Regions from separate parts of the Hordeum vulgare genome. Here all the other regions are linked to region 2. Evidence: chromatin contacts called from public Hi-C data. All regions are on one chromosome and are shown on one strand. Each heading gives the region's core, a stretch centred on a gene start, on an enhancer-like site or on the middle of the called end of the contact. The rest is flanking DNA. Distances are from core to core; before and after follow the strand shown. Region 1 holds the start of LOC123404456 (CASP-like protein 2D1). Region 2 holds the start of LOC123404827 (protein CYTOKININ-RESPONSIVE GATA TRANSCRIPTION FACTOR 1-like). Region 3 holds the start of LOC123401002 (probable serine/threonine-protein kinase SIS8).

What was found. Hi-C and Micro-C count contacts between places; a contact is called where the count stands out from the background.
Region 1: a Hi-C map of leaf shows a contact between it and region 2, with 3 times the contacts expected there. The contact joins the promoter of LOC123404456 here to the promoter of LOC123404827 in region 2. A contact is called at or near these places in 2 of 6 Hi-C or Micro-C datasets (leaf and seedling).
Region 3: a Hi-C map of leaf shows a contact between it and region 2, with 4 times the contacts expected there. The contact joins the promoter of LOC123401002 here to the promoter of LOC123404827 in region 2. A contact is called at or near these places in 3 of 6 Hi-C or Micro-C datasets (leaf and seedling).

What each region holds. Positions count from the first base shown.
Region 1 is chr6H:201,310,731-201,315,092 of MorexV3_pseudomolecules_assembly, forward strand. LOC123404456 (CASP-like protein 2D1) reads right to left here and starts at 3,042. Exons shown (of 3, transcript XM_045098389.1): 1 at 2,729-3,042; 2 at 2,366-2,477; 3 at 1,838-2,224. The coding sequence starts at 2,883. The coding sequence ends at 1,934.
Region 2 is chr6H:202,078,579-202,082,712 of MorexV3_pseudomolecules_assembly, forward strand. It overlaps LOC123404827 (protein CYTOKININ-RESPONSIVE GATA TRANSCRIPTION FACTOR 1-like), which reads left to right and starts at 1,299. Exons shown (of 3, transcript XM_045098771.1): 1 at 1,299-2,033; 2 at 2,156-2,539; 3 at 2,703-3,528. The coding sequence starts at 1,830. The coding sequence ends at 3,140.
Region 3 is chr6H:202,792,641-202,796,903 of MorexV3_pseudomolecules_assembly, forward strand. LOC123401002 (probable serine/threonine-protein kinase SIS8) reads right to left here and starts at 1,658. Exons shown (of 12, transcript XM_045094718.1): 1 at 457-1,658; 2 at 1-16. The coding sequence starts at 1,326.

The DNA of each region.
Region 1 (4,362 bases), core at 1,792-4,291, 770 kb before region 2:
GTTTCGTTCGAGCCAAAGCTCTCAGCAGATCAAAATTGCAAGTGTCTGTGCTCCTTTCCTTCGTCATGCGTCCAAACCAGGAGGGCTTAGAGCCTGAAACCATTCGCTGAGGGATCCCTCAGCCATCCATGTAACATGCTTTGAGGATGGCAAACCTGTGAAGACAGCCATTGCATCCCAAACCTTGCTCGACCATAAGCTTTCAGAGAGGAGATGCACGGTTGTCTCCAGACAACGGATGCAAAGAGGGCAGAAATAATTATTATCCCAACCTCGCAAAAGCAGCACGTCTACGGTGAGGATCTTATTTTGCATGGCCATCCAGAGGAATATCTTGCACTTGGGAGGCGCCCAGGTCCGCCATACCGAGGTGTATAGTTTGTAGTTGATCATACCCTTGAATTGAAAGTGATATGCTGACCTGGCAGAGTATGTACCATGAGTTGTCAACTTCCATGCAATGGAGTCGTTAACCGTCGGGCTCAGATGAGTTTGATCTAACATATTGGAGAGGCTAATAAGCTCATCAATCATATCGTCACGCCAGTTGCGCTCGAGATCGTGGACCCAGTTATCCCGCGACAACGCATCATGGATGGTTCTTCCTTTCCTGGATGAGCCCTCAAACAGTTTTGGTGCAATATCCCTTGGTGCCATCCCATGTAGCCATGCATCCTTCCAAAAAAGTGTTGTTTTTCCATCTCCTATGGTGACTTTAGTAGCACCGGCAAATATAGCAAAATCTCTATCATCACATGGTCCTCCTGCGCCAACAATCGGAATTTTGGCATCAATCCATCGTAGCCAAATCCATCTTAATCTGAATGCAGGTGCAAACTTTTCCATGTCATGCATCCCAACTCCTCCAAGCTGTTTTGGGCGACAGATGACGTCCCATCTTACCCTGCATTGTCCTGCATTGCATTCTTCTTCGGCACACCAAAACCAGGCTCTAGTGCGTTGGTCAAATCATTTTAGTAGCCATTTTGGAGGTTTATGCGATGAGAGCATGTAGACAAGGAGGGATTGAAGAACCGCTTTCGCAAGGATCAACATATTCCCCTTGGACATTAGCTTGCCTTTTCATCCCGTCATTTTGTTGTTAAACTTGGACATGATGTTGAGGTAATGATTTTTTTGTAGCTTCTTGATAGAAAGCGTCATCCCAAGGTAGGTAGAAGGAAAGGTGCCAATTGGGACCCCGAGTGGCAGCAACACTTGTTGGAGGTCAAGACCATCACAACGGATTGACAACGCAACACTCTTTGCAAAATTGGTACGTAGGCCAGTTACCTCCTGGAATAGGATTAGGATCAGTCGTCCTCTTGAACCGGATTCACAAAAAGCGTCAAGTCATCAGCATACAAGTGATGTTCTAGTTGTGGCTGCCCGTCCCCCAAGCGGTGAGAGCAGCCCATGCTTGGGCAGAACTGAATATTGTACACATTCCCTGCAGGCTGCAGCCAACGATCATGCCAAAAACGCGCGAGCCTACCGTCGTTAATCGTGATAGTGGTGGCCATGGAGAACAGCGCCCGATCAAGTTTGTCGCAGGATAATTCCACTCGTGGCTTGATTACTGCTAGAACCAGTGATCAGTTGTGACAGACGAAACAGGAATCTCATCTCACTTCGTACCCGATGTTAATCGTGTGACTGGTCCTATTTTGTCAGCATGTGGCTGCACTGCACTAATATCTGTTTTCTCGTGAGAGCATAGTTCTTGCTCTTACACTGTTCATTGCTTGTCATGGCATGTACAGAGTAGTTGGACAATGCATGTTCCCCCCAAAAAAAAAAGTTGGACAATGCATGTTACTATGACATGTGACAAGACTCAGAAGGCCAACACCAATTATAAAGTTTATTATTTCACAGTATTTCACATGTGGCTGCACTGCACTAATATCAGTGATTGTTCATCATGGATCATCTACCTTGCTCCTTGCTCTTGCGCCTGCTTGGAGTCAGAGTCCTCGGAGCAATCAACATGAGCAGCAGGGCCGTCGAACTCGCGGAAGACCCGGAAGGCGGAGACGAGGGAGAGCGCGACGAAGCAGAGCAGCGCGGCGGCCTGCAGCGCCACGGACACGGTGGCCCTGCCGCAGAACCGACCGAAGTAGGAGCACACCTCGCCCCACGACACCTCCCGGTCGCCCTCCCTCGCGAGGTACACCAGCTCCGCCGCCGCTGAGCACGATGTCACCAGCAGGTACGCCGCCGCCTGCACCGGCCGCGCGCGCGACGCCAAGCTTTCAATCGTTAGCAACTTAGCACTGTAGGTAGTACTTAGCTTTTTACCCGCATAGACTAGTGAAGATGAATCTGAAATTGCAAAAGAGAAACGAGATGGTGATGATCGGACCTGGTCCAGGAGGAAAATCAGCCAATCGTAGCGAGCGCGGGACTTGAAGGATGGCATTAGGATGGAGGCCACGGAATAGGCGGCAGTGACGGCGTTGATGCAAACTAAATACCTGCAAGAAAGACAGGGAAAAAAAATCTTTTCTTAACCAGTGGATATGTGCGAAATTCAGTCGGCAAACAAGCTATAGGCAGTACAATCTAAAGGTAATCTCATGTGGAACTGAAACCAGCATATCCAAACTCCAAACGGCATGTACTGTACTCGCGGGAAAAATTAGCCTAAGTAATCAACAACCGAATCCGTAACACAAGCAGGATTTCAACAACAACAACAACAAAAAACGAGGTTATGCAGGCTCACTTGAAGCCTGAGAGGTTGGAGAAGCTGATCTCCCCGTAGGTGTCATCGGCTTGCTTGTTGGTGGCCATCTCCCACAGGGAGGCCAAGGCGAGGGGGATCACGCACACCCTCAGCGCCATCTCAGGGACCTTGAAGGGCCTTCTCCTCGTCGTCATCTTCCTCACCGATGCCCCTGCTAATCGTGTGCGGTGAACAGAGGGGCCTTCCGGGGTGGAGGAGGACTCTCAGACGAGCACTAGTGTCCAAATACGAGAGCGCACGGGCCCGTGCGCCTCCTCATGTGAACGCTGGAGCAACGGAGCTGGCCCACAGAATGCCGCGTGCGTGGTGCTGCAGAAACTGGTTGGGTTCGGGCCTTCGGGGGCAACATGGCCTCGGCCGTCCATCCACCGTTACGTGGCGCCGCCGATGAGTGTCCAGCCGTTTGAGAGCGGTTGGTAGCCGTCTCTCACCATTAGGGAAAAGATTGCCCTTTTTCTCTGGTAACCATGGTGCGTGCGACACCATAGCTGTCGTAGGGACGGATCACAGATGCCGACGTTGCTAGTCTGGCCTCCTCCACTACGGATTACACGCGGCGTCAGGCACTGAGTGCACGCGTGCTCGGCCCGCGGCGTCGTGGTGAGCCCGGCGGCCGCACCCGCGCAAAAGCAACGCCACCCGCGGTGCGTGAAACGGGAACGAGAGGAAAGCCAAGAAACGCTGAAATCATAACTGCGTACACCCAACTATTATCTACTCTTCCTCAATTTTTTATTATTATTATTTACTCTTTCTTTTCTAAATATATTGTTTTACACATTTTATTAGGAACCACATACAAAGTAAAAAAGAATGAATGTACGCTGTATATTATGTCTATAGTGAACCTGAATTGATGCAGTTCGTATGGAAACTCCTAAAAATTTATATTAGGAATGAAGGAAATAGAATTTACATCTGTTACATAATGCCCCTCCGGATGAGTGTTCAAATGAAACACAAGGAGTAGGAATCAACTTCGAAGATGCACATTAACTGGGAAAGTATCCTAATTTAAACGTCATCGAAAATTCTTCTCCAAACTCCTGGTCTTCTATGCCCAACAAAGTTAATTGCCACATACAAGGCAATGAATACTGACGAATATGATATACAATCCCGTTGATGAGGGGGACCAAGGTGACCGACCGCGCTGATGAGGGGGACCAAGGTGGCCGACCGCACAGGCCCCCAAAATCATGGGGCCCCCAATTGAAAAAACCATGAAGGTAAACCATGTGCTTGGCCCGCTACAGCCTGAGCCCTAGGGTGGTGACCGCTCCACGAGTCCCTCGCCGCCACCTCTCACGACCTCGCATGGTCCCGTGCAGTGAATCCACAATTGCTGGTATTCTGTAGAGCGTCACCGACGACCGCTCTCCCGAGTCCAGCTACCCTACTAGATGCTCCATGCTAGCACCAGCATACCATGCGTGGAAGTGATTCTCGTCCTCCGTCCAACTGCTGGACGCTGGCCTTTCCTCCGCTACACCGAAGACAAGCTACCACTCCAAAGCCAAGAAACACCGGTGATCCTCATTGCCACAACGAGTAATCGCTGGGTAATTTACTAATTTCTTGGACCGAGAAAGGCAAGCAACAATAGGAGATGC
Region 2 (4,134 bases), core at 49-2,548:
GATGAAGGACTGCTGACCTCCCCTTATATAGATGGAGGAGGTCTATGGTTTACGGGGGAACAAATGCGATCTAGGGCACCTATGATCTGCGTCTTGGGCGTCAAGAAGATCCTTGACGCTACCCTTAGGGTTTTGCTCGGACTTGGGCTTTGGGGCCCCTAACGAGGCCTAGGGTCGGGCTCTTCCTAATGGACCACCCCTGTTGTATGACATCGTCAGTAGCCCCCGAGCGTGGCGAAGGTCACAGAAGTGCTCTTCGAGACCTCTGACAGGCCCCTGTCTTCCTCTTTCCCGCACCTTGGCCCTTAAGCTCTTAGAAGGCCTGAACCCGACCTCTTGCAGTAGCTGTGTCCTTCAAAGGGTTACACACTCGGGCGACATCTTTTACTTTAGGCCGAACTGAAGCCCCGCTGAGGGAATTGGTGGCGTATCCCGGTAATTTTGGGTGTGGATGATGGCACCATGATTCTCGCGCACTTAGTCATCTTAAATGTCATATTTGTAGTTAGATTTAAGCGGAACAAATCTTGTCCTTGTGCTATGTTAACCGCAGGATAGAAGATGTTGCCATGACACTAGACAAGGGCCAATCAAATCGTACCTAAATATATATCTTCGTGAGAGGAGCTGATTAATTGTGCAATAATATGATTCTTATCTCCTACTTCCTCCTTTCCTAAATATAAGTCTTTTTAGAGATTCCAATGCAAACTACATACGGATGTATATAGACCTATTTTAGAGTGTAGATTCACTCATTTTGCTCCGTATGTAATCCTCGGGTGAGGAGCAGGCGGCTCGCCTGAGGCGTGGCCCTGGGGTCGGCGTGTGTGTTGTTGCTTTTGTAGGTCGGAGCGGCGGCTCCGGAAATGGTTGTAGGGCGTCAACTCTGGTTGCTCGGGTGAAGGAGTCGGCGACTTGTCAGGGGCGCGGCCTCGGGGTCGGTGTGTGCATTGCTTATGTATCGGTTTTCGGCCAGTTTTCCTTATTAACTGGTCAATTCTCTTCTTTTTAATGAAAAGGCAGAGCTTCTGCTGGTTTCTCAAAAAAATAAAATGAAATCTCTAAAAAGACTTATATTTAGGAACCGAGGGAGTATAATACGGTATAAGGCTAGATACTGTTCCTAGAATGTGACATTTTCTAACCACTTATCCAGCTAAAAACGTATCTCAGAGCCACCATTTTTCGCCAAGGATCCAAAGCAGAAAATGTGCTTCTTTGCCGGACTAACCTAAATGTGTGAATCCTCAGGCTTTCAATGCGCCTAAGATGAGAACTTTTAGTAGTATCTACAAACAGTATGTTTGCTTGAAATGAGAAACACTTTTAACATAGGAGTGGGCCGCGGGGGGCACATGCTGCAGTTGCATGGGATCTTGGTTGAGCTTGGGAACGAATGTTTGCATGCAGAGTGTCTAATAACGTGTTTGTTCGACTTTTGCTTCCTCATCCCTATAATTTCCCGTGCTGTGTCCCAGTTCTCACTTTGTTTCTCACTCTAGTAAAGGGATCACAGACTTCCTTCTAAGTCCCCCCTAGGTGCAAGCTAGAGAGAGATATAGAGAGATGTTAGCTTGATAGTAGCTCTTGGCTCCCAATAGCTCCCCTTTACAAAAAAAAGGACGTGTCACTCTCCACTGTCCATGATCACTCTGGGCCCCCGTAAATTGCCCCTCCAACTGCAGATCTCTACACACCTCTCCACCCCTAACTAGCTGCGTCCCCCTTATATCCACCCTGATCTCTTCCACCTCTGCTCACAGCACCTGCAGATAGCTTGAGAGCTAGATCTCTCGTTCTCGTTCTCGTTCCTCCTCTCCTCTCACATGTCTACTATCTACATGAGCCAGCTATCTACTCTCCCTCTAATGGATGGAGATCAAGATCAAGGGCACTTTCAAGCCTTTCATCTACCCAAGGACCCTCCTATCTTGTTCCCTTTCATGATCGACAACCCTGTGGATCATCAAGGGCAAGGCTGTGGAGACCAGCACTCGGGGCAGCATCTTTTTGGTGAATCTAGTCAGCAGGTGAGGGGGATCACAACTAGCTAGCTATACATATGTCTAGATCGATGTGTTCCAGCGGTTTTAGTACGAGCAAGCTCTTCTTATAATCCTGCTCCCTGGCTTGCATTTCTCTTCTCTTCTAGTTCAATGATCGCATGATGATGGGCGGAGGATCTGCGGACGTCTTCGCCACATGTTCCCCGTTCGGACCTACCATCCAAAGCATCGGCAGTGACATGATCCAGAGATCCTCATACAATTCCTATGATTTCGAAGCCACACATGCTAGCGATGGATCGACCAGTCAGTGGGCATCTGCCAAACCGCCAGTGAAGATGAGGATCATGAGAAAGGCGCCAACGAATGATCCCCAAGGAGGGATGGTGAGAAAGCCAAGGAGAAGGGCACAAGCACACCAAGCTGATGAGAGCCAGCAGCTGCAGCATGCCATGGGTGTTATCAGAGTGTGCTCAGACTGCAACACCACCAAGACCCCCTTGTGGAGGAGTGGTCCTTGTGGCCCCAAGGTGAAACATATTGCTATAGGCAACCTTCATGATCTATACCTGCTCAATCTATGTACTTTAATTTGCTTCATATTAACATGTAGTACATATAACACAGTAGTACAAATTACACGCATATATTTATTTGAGTGTTCTTTTTTCATGCGTCTATTGGTTCATGCAGTCTCTTTGCAACGCATGTGGCATACGCCAAAGGAAGGTTCGCCGTGCGATGGCTGCAGCGGCGGCCACCGGAGCCAACGGTGGGGTGGCATCTGCTTCCAGTGGCGGGGTGGCGTCCGGGGGCGTGCAAACAAGCGAAGCATCACAAGCGGTGAAGGCCACAAAGAAGGAGAAGAGGGCTGCGGACCTCGACCGGTCGCTGCCCTTCAAGAAGAGGTGCAAGATGGTTGATCATCCTACCGTTACCTCCACCAAGGTCGTGGCTGTCGACGCCACTCCGAAGCATCAAGATCACGTTGTGTCCGAGGACGTCGCCACGGTGGAGAGACTGAGCAAAGCCGATCCGCCGGCAGCGTTCACTCACGTTTTCGTGCGAGACGAGATCACCGACGCTGCCATGCTGCTCATGACCCTATCCTGCGGTCTTGTTCGCAGCTAGTATTAGCTAGCTAGCTAGCTAGTAGACACTAGACACCGATGAATGCAACTTGATTTGCATATCACGAGTATATTAGTCTTGTTATATTTTCTGTATCTTGTGATCTTATTGTTTTCTGTTATTGAGGAGATCGGTCGATCAGGGCGTACGGATAGAGAGAAGAGGGAGGAAGAGGGAGAGGAAGAGAGGAGGGTGATCACATGTCTAGGGTAATAAGCGAACAAGCTCGATAGTAGTAGTATGTAGTAACCCGGATTTGCCATGAGGGTGAGTTTTTTGTTTTACAGTTTTCTTTCCTTTCTTTGCTCTGCTGCCGTTATTTAAGCCAGTATAAATTGTGTTCCTTCTTTTGTAGTACCATATTATGTAATAAAACATATTTCCGTAAGCTCTTCGTTTTTCTTTTGGAGCTCACAATGTGGAAAGGATCGATGTGGGAAGAAGAAACTACTGTGCATCATATTGGCTGTGGTTTACGATATACTTTTTCTGTATCATAATATTTGTTGTTGAGGAAAACTAGTCTACTTCTTTCCAATAACAAATATTTAGGAACAGAGAAAGTATATGATATATCGTTACTGTTATAACATATGTCAGCTAATTGTGTATTGTGATCTACTTTTTGTCAGGTATTCTCATACTTTCCACCTTTTTCGGACACAAACATTCTCCCTCATGGCTATGCATGCATGCACGCATGCATGTGGGACACATGAACCCTTGATGTTGGGAGATGTGTGTCCTGGCAACTTGCTACAGAACTACTACAGGCACCGGTCGGTACGTAAATTATTAGCCGTTCTATTTTTCTGCACCAAATTAGCTTAAACATGTATACAAGCTCCATAACCCTCTCTACTGATCCGCAAGCCTGCAAAGGCACAAGCATCCACATATTTGTGTTGTACTCCCTCCGTTCCTAAATAAGTTTTTTTAAAGATTTCATTAGGGGAACATACGAAGCGAAATTAATGAATCTACATTCTAAAGC
Region 3 (4,263 bases), core at 408-2,907, 710 kb after region 2:
CTCGGTCAGCTAGTACCTGAAACCATTTTGATGAGTTGTTTTCTTGCTCAGGGGATCCTACTGAATAGCAAAACTTTCCACTACAGAAGGCAATAAAAAAACTAAATGAATAATCTTACGGCATCTACTACATGTATGGTGCAGCAAATCCATGATCCAGAATTGCAGCCCTTTTAAACTATGCATCTGGTGCAGCAGATCCATGAATCAACGAAGCATAGCAAACTACGATAACTACTTTATTCGACTACCATAACTTCTTCACTAGTTATCTTGGTTGTTAGGCAACTAATCTTCAAAAGTAAATACTCTAAACAGCAGTTACACAATACAAACTATGCGATGTGACTGGGAATTATTAGCATCAACCAATTCCACATTTGCTACAGTCGAGATATAATGTAATGTGGTACGTTATCGGTCACATGAACACAGGACACTTGCAGAGGTACTAACCTTAAAAAGCAGAGATCTGTGGCGCGAGAGCCCAATTCCAAGTGAACCAAGAGGAAGGGCAATACTGTTTAGCCCAGCACAGAGCTGCCGGCTCTTTGTGGACCATTCCCTGTTCATCGCATCAGCATCCTCCACCACACCACCCATGGCATCAACTACTAGGCTAGCTATCTTCTGTACAAGCTCAGCTGACGCAATTCCACCGCGTTCTGCCCTACTTTGTGCAGCAATCGCAATTGCTGTCCCCTCAAGGCGCTTCAACGTGGGATCACGCTCCCGGTTCACCAAAATGGCGACATAAGCGACATCTCGCCCTACAGGGATCGCCCTGAGGCTGCTCAAGGATGGGAATTTGACCTGGAATCCCGGATCCATGGGTGCGCCACAGACGTCGTAGAACCCATCGGAGAGCTTCTCATCGTAGTTGACGACGTTGTGGTTCCAGTAGCGGGCGGAGAGGGCCTCCATGGTGGTCCGGTCCCCAGGCGCGGCTGCCGGGCCACCCAGGCTGATGCGCTCGGCCGCGCGCATCTGAACGGAGTCCGGATCGACGAGCCCCGCGGGATCCGACGCCGAGATCGCGAGGGCGAGCCGCACGTGGTACTCCTCCTCCAAGCGCGTCATGGTCGTCTCCACCCCCATCCCCGTCGGCTCCTCGGGCGCCGCAGCAGCCGGGGCGGGCAGCGGAAGTTCGGCAACAGCCGCGGCGGCCACGACCGGCGGCGGCAGAGGCGAGTGGGCCGAGCGCCGTTGCCGCGGGCGGTGGTGGTCGGGGGACGGGGTCGCCGCAGTGGCCCCGCCGGCGCTGGCGTTGCCAGCGCCGGCGCCGGAGAGGTGGAGCTTGCGGAGGAGGTGCTTCATGCGTGACATGTCCGGCGGCAGCGAGGGGGCATCCGGCGCGGCGAGGGTTTCGAGGAGCCTCTTCTTCTTCCTCCTCCTCGATCCAATCCAACACGGCTAGCTAGCTAGCTAGCTAATCCGCGGGCGGAGCTATTAAAAATCTGCTACTTACTCATAGATCCATCCAATTGCGGGGTACTATTCCTCCCCACGAAATATTCTATCGCGCCCAGTTGCCCTGGGCGATATATTCGTTGCTTCGCTTCGCCTTCGCCTCCTCGCGGTGAAGCCTCGAAGACGGCAGCAGTACTATCTTCCCCTCCTTTTCTTTTCCCTTTTCTTCCTCCTACTGGCTACTAGTACTGGCGTGGTAGTCGGGTGGGGTGAGGGTAGCGATAAAATGCTACTGAAATGGTAACGTGCGGTCTCCCGTTTCAGGGCAGAGCTACCCAGGGAGAAGGAAGGTGAAGTTGGTTAAGTGTCTCTTTGGTTCCAAATAAATCAACAACTTATAAATTGAAAAGTGTATTGAGATAATATTTTGGTGTATTATACATCTTTTGATAATACTCCCTCCGTCCCAAAATAAGTGTCTTAAGCTTAGTACAATTTTGTACTAGAGCTAGTATAAAGTTGAGACGGTTATTTTGGGACAGAGGGAGTAGGATTTAAATAAAATATTTAAGGCAAAACATCTTTCCTAATTTGAGGACATGTAGTACAAATCTTAATTCAGGAGTTTTTGAAAATGTAAAATAAATAAATTCTTTTTGGCCAAAATAATACTCCTAGTTGGTAAAAAATAGTTTCATGTTCAATACACATGGTATGGTCATTGGGCAAAGATTTGGAGCAAGGAGATTGGTATAGAGAGAAGGGAGAACCTTTGTGATTTAGAGCATGGTCAAGCAAGCAAGCAAACAACAATCAAGTCAAGCATCAAAAGCACACACAAAAAATATTTGGTCCTAATTTTTGAGCTATGTTAATTTAGTCAGGAAAGGCAAAACATAGAGTGTGACAGACCTACTCGCCTTACAAGAATCTCGCCCCGGAGATTTCTAGGCTAGACGTTGAAGAGATACAAAAATCCAGGTCTGATGTAAACCCTAGGTGTGATAAATTTTGAATTACTACTCTCCCTCCCTCCTATATATAGAGAGGGGTTTGGGAGGACTGCACACACCTCCACACCCCTCCAAGGCGCAGCCCTACCTCTCCCTCTTCTCCTCCTTCACGGTGCTTGGCGAAGCCCTGTCGGAGAACTGCATAGCTCCACCGTTACCTCTCGTCGTGCTGCTGGAGCTCTTCCTCAACTTCTCCTCTCTCCTTGCTGGATCAAGGTGAAGGAGACGTCACCGGGCTGCACGTGTGTTGAACGTGGAGGCGCCGTTGTTTGCTGCTTAGATTGGAATCTTTCACGATCTGAGTCGCTGCGAGTACGACTCCATCAACCGCGTTCATATTAACGCTTTCGCTTAGCGATCTTCAAAGGTATGAAGATGCTCTACAACCCCACTCGTTGCTGGTTTCTCCTAGATAGATCATGGTATGACGTAGGAATTTTTTTGAATTACTACTACGTTACCCAACAGTGGTATCAGAGCCAGGTTCTATGCGTAGATTCCATGCACGGGTAGAACACAAAAGTGTGGGCGATGATTTTGTCAATTGCTTGCCGTTACTAGTCCAATATTTTTTCGGCGGTATTGTGGGATGAAGCGACTCATACCGACTTTACACGTACGCTTATGTGAGACTGGTTCCACCGCCTCACATGCACTTGTTGCATAAGGTGGCTAGCGGGTGTCTGTCTCTCCCACTTTAGTCGAATTGAATTTGATGAAAAGGGTCCTTATGAAGGGTAAATAGCATTGGCATATCAACGTTGTGGATGTGACATAGGTAAGAAACGTTCTTGCGAGAAACCCATAGCAGCCAAGTAAAACTTGCAACAACAATTAGAGGACGTCTAACTTGTTTTTGGAGGGTATGTTATGTGATGTGATATGGCCCAAAAGGATGTGATGATATATATGTGATGTATGAAATTGATCATGTTTTTGTAATAGGATTCACGACTTGCATGCCGATGAGTATGACAACCGACAGGAGCCATAGGAGTTGTCTTAATTTATTGTATGAGATGCAACGCCATGTGATTACTTTACTTTGCTAACCGTTAGCCGTAGTAGTAGAAGTAATAGTTGGCGAGATGACTTCATGGAGACATAGTGATGGAGATCATCATGCCGGTGACAATGATGATCATGCCGCGCCCGAAGATGGAGATCAAAGGCGCAAGATGATAATGGCCATATCATGTCACTATATGATTGCATGTGATGTTTATCATGTTTTTCATCTTATTGCTTAGAACGACGATAGCAAAGATAAGATGATCCCTCATCAAATTTCGAGATAAGTATTCCCCTAAGTGTGCACCATTGTGAAGGATCGTTGTATCGAATCACCACGTGATGATCGGGTGTGATAGATTCTAACGTTCGCATACAACTGGTGTAAGCCAGATTTAAACATGCAAAACACTTAGGTTTACTCGACGAGCCTAGCATGTACAGACATGGCCTCGGAATACGAGAGATCGAAAGGTCGAACATAAGTCGTATGGATGATACGATCAGCATGGAGAGGCTCACCATTGATGACTAGTTCGTCTCACGTGATGACCGGACATGGGCTGGTCGATATGGATCATGTATCACTTGGATGACGAGAGGGATGTCTATCTAAGTGGGAGTTCATTATATAATTTGATTAGATGAACTTAATTATCATGAACTTAGTCTAAAAATGTCTTTACAACTATTGTAGATCCAATGGCCAACGCACATGTCAACTTCAATTTCAACGCGTTCCTAGAGAAAACCAAGCTAAAAGACGATGGTAGCAACTATGCGGAATGGGCTCCTAACTTAAAGCTCATCCTCACTGCTTCCAAGAAGG